2 separate regions of the Mus musculus genome follow, and region 2 is linked to region 1. Evidence: chromatin contacts called from public Hi-C data. All regions are on one chromosome and are shown on one strand. The core of a region is the stretch at or near the end of the contact, and the rest is flanking DNA. Distances in the headings are between cores, read along the strand shown. Region 1 has its middle 74 kb from the start of Fbln2. Region 2 holds the start of Nup210 (nucleoporin 210).

Region 1 (2,646 bases), core at 66-2,565:
ACCCCTGCACCTCGGCCCGCCCAGTGCTGTCCTGGTCGGTCGGGACAAGACTCCGACTTGCAGAAGAGATTAGGACTAAGGAGAAAGAACGCCGTCCTGGCCCCGCGCATGCCCTGAGTATTTAAATTCTTTTTCATAATTATCTCAGATAGTAATTACTGCAGAAGCAGATGCGCTTATCGCAGACAAGAAGCCACCTGCCTTCCCATTTTTGTCAAAAGTGGAAACTGACATTATTTTTGCGTTTTGCTTCAATGGCTGTTTTCACTGTAAGTAGCACCTTCACCACAAGGAAAGCAACCCTGGAGAGGGAGGGGGTGTCCAAGCCTCAGGGTGATTATTCCAATCCTGCTGTGGGCATTGCTCAAGGGCTTGAGGGGAGAGAGGAACATACTTCCACAAAATGTACAGCTGGGGTTCACTCCTAGGGAGAAGCGGGCACCCCTCCCCCACTACACCCCTCCCCCACTACACCCCTTGCCCACCATAGGACTACAACCCTCTGGACTCACCCACCCACCACAAACATCAGTGTCCTGGACCTTGAAAGAATTGGCTCCCATGAGAAGTTCTCATAAGCCCCCAAGAGGATGCCCCTCCAAGGACTGGGCACTCGAAGCTCTCTCCTCTCTCACAGCTTAACTCAGGGGCCTTCAGTAACAAGAACAAGGGACAACCTGAGAACCCTCCATCAAGGAAAGGTCCTGCAACCAGGCAGGATAACTGACCTTCAGGAATCAGGTGGGAATCCCAGGCCTGGCTCTGCCAGCCTCTCTGGTCCCCAGTGTCCCTTCTGTCAAATGGACAGTCCCAAAGGATCTTGACCACCTCTTCCCTAATGAATAAATCATTCCTCCTGGAAAGCTTTTGGCGTGAACACCTGAACACGGGGGTCTCTTTCCACTCTCAGCCCCAAGTCACAAATTGTAATTGTCAAGAACTACAATTTAGCGTACTGGGTACCTGGAAGGCATTGCTCATTGAGTCATTTATCTTGCCCCCAAATCCCACATTATGGGTCCATTCTCATTCCTCCTTTTCACTCGGGGAAGCAGACTCAGGGTGGGTGAGTTTTCCACAGCCTTACAGCAAATCTACTAAAGCACTCAGTAATCCGTTCCCGAAGATGAAAATCTGATTGCTCCCATTTCCCAAGAGGAGGCACCGAGGTTCGGAGAGCTGTACCTCGGGTTTGGGGGAGTACAGACCCAAGCGTGAGCACAGAGGAACTGGAAGGGAGCCCTGAGGAGTTCAGCCTGCCTTCTGGAAGAGCCCCCTACTGGGCGTGCCACCTGTCCCTCCTCACAGCTGCGTTCTGCTGCCCTCGTGTGGTCAGAAAGGTTGACGGGGCTTCGAGCCTCTAAAAATTTGCGCGAACAGAACAGACGTGGTCAGAAGGCAAGAGTGTATGGGTAAAGAGAGAGAGCACAGCCCCGCCCTGGAGTCCTTCTCAGTTTCCACTGACTCCCTGTAGGCAAGCCACTTCCTACTCTTTGTCCTAGCAGATCTGTCTAGGACAGTCTTCCCTGACTTTATCTCTTTCCAACAGCGTCCCCCAGCCCTACCCATTAGCCATGATGTGGATGTATTGATTGTCCCTGTGCAGAAGTGAACCTGGCCTAGGTACTTCGCGGTAGAGGCTTGGAATGGGCCCTCTTCATCACCCTACATGCCTCTAGTCAGCGAACTTGAGCTGATTCGGCTGCAGGCCCTCTAATGTGTCAGGCAACAAGCCCCGCACTATAAGCATTCGCCCGCTGCGGGATGCTGTCCACTACAGTCTGCACACCAGTGGGCAGCCTCCGAGGGGCGTAGACTGTATGACGCGGGAGGACAACCGAGAGCACAACGACCAAGGGCGACGGTCTCTGCTGGGAGGAAGAGGGTGGTCTGGCACTGAATTTGCCTCCCAAATCAACCTGGGGGAGCCTCTCATTGTTCTTGTCTCGCCAGGAGGAGAAAAGTTTAGTCTAAATGCCGTCTGGTCCTCACGAGCACCTGCCAGGACACAGTGCTCAGCGACTTGCTTCTCTGTGTCTCCACTGCTGAGGCCCCGCATCGCCCAACCTACTAGTCAACCGTGCTGTGATGGGCAGGAACATGTGTACATCTGGGAGTGATCCAGGTTTCCTGTCGCAACCCGGTGAACCCGCTACTCGCAGCAATCTCATCTCACAAGGCAGGAAAATCAGACACCAAGAAGTCTAGGAACTTGCCTATGTCTCACAGATGGGAAAAGGCAGAACGGAGATCTGAATTCTGCGGGACAGGACAGGGCCGTGGGCTGCAGTGTCTAAGCCCTGCTCTCTACTGAAACCCTTAGCGCACCAGCCCTGCGATCTGGAGCAGAGACCTGCAATCAGCAGGGCTCAGAGTGTGTGATCTCCGGGTAGAAAGTTCTAGGACCTGCGCCTCGGCTTTCCGCGGACCAGCGCCTAGCGCCCCTGCGCCTGGATAGCTTTCTGCCAGAGCCACCGCTCGGACACACGCACTGACGATCCGCGACGCTCGCAGCGCCTCCTGGTGGCGTCCAACATCCTCAGCGGCGGTGGCTTTGGCGCACGCCCTAGCTGCACTGGCCAAAGGCGGCTGGCCACGCTAGGGACTGGCACTCAGCAGCTGAGCTTCGCCACCTGCCGCTGGAGT
Region 2 (2,646 bases), core at 47-2,546, 170 kb after region 1:
AAAACAATGAAGCATCACCAAGAACGCGCAGGAAGAGTTTGCACAGACACCCTGGAGGAGCGTTGCTTTTCTTTTATTTCCTGGAAGAGGATGGTGGAACTTTCCCTCCTCCTGTAGCACGTGGTACCCAGCCTGGAAGACTTGTCCTCTTCTGGGTAGCTCCTCTCACCCCCATTCCTGGTCCAGGGTCCTTAGGGCCTGAGGGTGCCCTCCAAATGTCCCTCCTTGTATCCAAATGTCCCAAGGCAAAAGCGAGTTAGGAAGGAAAGGGTTTATTCGGCTTCCTTATCCCAGCCACACTGGATCATTGAGGGAAGCCAGGCACTCAACCAGGGCAGGACCTGAAGCCAGCGCCACGGAGGAAGACAACTTACTGGCTTGTTCCGTATGGTTTGCTCAGCTTGCTCTCTTAACACTTCAGAACCTCCTTTACAGAGGTGGCACAGCCCACAGTGATCTGGGCCCTCCCTCATCAATCATCAGTTAAGAAAATGCTCCATAAACAGGTCTACAGGCCAATCTGATGGGGGTATTTTCCCAATTAAGGCTGCTCTCCCCAGAAGACACTAGTTGGTGTCAAACTGACAAACAAAAACTACATAGACTAGGAATGGTGGCCTCTCAGAAACCCAGCGAGACCTTAGTATCCATTCCAGAGAGTTTCTCCTCCAGGAGGCTTCCCCAGCCGGCCTGAAATTCAGCTTCAAGTCTTTGTTTATGCATGACATCAGCCTGTCACTTTTCTTCCAGATCCCGCTGGTCGATCCAGGTCCTAGTGCAGCTGAAGTCAGGTTGCACCGTCTACTTTCAGGGACGTGTTGTTCCCTCACTAACCTTTCGGATATTTCCCTTGGAGCATCCATGGGGCTGTTTAACAGGAAGTTCCCAGTGTTGTCCTGCTGATGGATTGATCCCGGAATATCTCAAGACCTTCTTGGCCCCTGGGGAAGTGTGGCTTTGGAAAGGGGGCGGGGGGGGGGGTGTTAATCAGTGAGCGCTCCACACTGTCCTAGGGCGCCTGTCTTAGTGCTATGTCCTGGCTCCACCGCCAGAGGCTCCAGACAAGGCGGAATGAACAAGAGCGAGCCTGCTGGAAGGCTGCCACCAGAGACGGGCGCGCGGCAGAGGCCTTAGGCCACGCGCTACGGGCTCCGGGGCTGAAAAAGCTCGCAGGATTCGGCGCGCTCTAGGGGCTCAGCACCAGGCGCGTGCTCTCCGCTTTCCCGCCGGTCCCGCCCATCACTGCGCTCGCCCCGCCCCACGCGGCCACCTGCTACCCAGCGCGCGCCGGTGGAGGGCGCGGGAGCGCGCGCCCGGGCGCTAGCGAGGCCGGGAGGATGGCGCGGGCCTCACTAGTGCAGCCGGCGCTCTGGGCGCTGCTGTTGCTGCAGGTAGTGGGTCCCGCCGCGGCCGCCAAGCTTAACATTCCCAAGGTGCTGCTGCCCTTCACGCGGGCCACGCGCGTGAACTTCACTCTGGAAGCTTCTGAGGGCTGCTACCGCTGGTGAGGCGCGCGGGCCCGGCGGGAGGCGGCAGGTGCGCGCGGGAGGGGGCTTGGGCCGCAGGTGCGTGGCGTGCTCGCTCCAGCCGGCCCCGCGTGACCCCGCGGCGCGCGCGCTCTCTCTCTGCGCATGGCGCCTGGGCCACTCGCGTCTGGGCTGCGCGGGAAGAGGAGGCTGTGATCGCGGGCCATGGAGGGCAGCGCCGCACGTGGCCTCGGTCCCCAGCTGTCAGGGCCCTGAGGAGCTCCAGCTTGAGCAGCCACGCTCTGGAGTCTGTGGGAGACGGGGGAGGTGGGACTCACCCCTGGCGCCTGACTGGTGTGAGAAGAGTGTCTGTAGAGACCTGGGCAAGGAGTCTGTGGGAGACACACCACACCCGTTAAGCCACTTAGGGAGAGTCATTAAATCTTGGATGAAAGGACCATTTTCCAGCTCAGAAGTGGGAGGCAAAGGAATTAGATGCTGGTGGAGTAGGGTCTGCCTTGATGACCTGGCTTCCAGCAGGGTGTTGCGGTCCAGCCTTTGGCTAGGCAGATGAAGGGAGAACTTCTCGTTGCTGGGTGCAGGCTGAGTAGGGTGTGATCAGGTCACACCCTTGACCCACACCCTCACTAGTGCGACATAGTCCCTTCCTTCTCTCAGGCTACATTTTGCTGCCAGCCTCCTTAAGAATGTGTTTAGGTCATTGGTTCTCAACCTGTGGGTTAAAACCCAGTTTGGGGCCTCCTGTCAGATATTCACATTATGATTCCAACAGTAGCAACATTACAGTTATGAAGTAACAACAAAATAATTTTATGGTTTTAGTACAGTTCAACAACAGAGGAATTGTAGTAAAGGCTTACAGCATTAGGAAGGTTGAGAACCACTGATCTAGGCTAAGGCTTAACTAGCTAGGTGTGTGTGTGTTAATGTTCTATATGATGCCCAGAGCTCAGAGCCACATTCTGCTATATGTAGTTCTCAAATTTAATTTGTTTTAAAAGTCTGCCTCATAGGGGGTGGCACTGTACCTCTATAATTACTTCACTAGGGAGGCTGAGGCAGTAGTGCCGCTTTGAGGTCAGTCTGGAGTGTCTTTAGGTTGGCCTCTGGAGTATGAAGAGGCAGAGTCTTTCCATTGCAGTTTGGAGTAAATGCTTTA

What was found. A called contact is a pair of places that touch in the nucleus more often than the background predicts.
Region 2: a Hi-C map of muscle stem cells shows a contact between it and region 1, with 2.2 times the contacts expected there. The contact joins the promoter of Nup210 here to the enhancer-like site in region 1. A contact is called at or near these places in 1 of 484 Hi-C or Micro-C datasets (muscle stem cells), 5 of 115 datasets of contacts at active chromatin or transcription factors (T-cell acute lymphoblastic leukemia, embryonic forebrain, embryonic stem cells and 1 more) and 2 of 9 other capture datasets (adipose tissue and pancreatic islet).

The regions. Positions count from the first base shown.
Region 1 is chr6:91,285,485-91,288,130 of GRCm38.p6, reverse strand. No RefSeq gene overlaps it. Among named protein-coding and RNA genes, the nearest start is that of Fbln2, 74 kb to the right of the region's middle. Within about 2 kb of position 1,315, at least 49 of the 459 cell types and tissues checked have an H3K27ac peak or open chromatin away from gene starts, as enhancers often do. A contact at or near this core is called in embryonic forebrain, muscle stem cells and pancreatic cancer cells, where this site is marked.
Region 2 is chr6:91,115,476-91,118,121 of GRCm38.p6, reverse strand. Nup210 (nucleoporin 210) reads left to right here and starts at 1,296. Exons shown (of 40, transcript NM_018815.2): 1 at 1,296-1,504. The coding sequence starts at 1,338. It overlaps Gm30364 (a long non-coding RNA gene), which reads right to left and starts at 901. Exons shown (of 4, transcript XR_003956467.1): 1 at 1-901.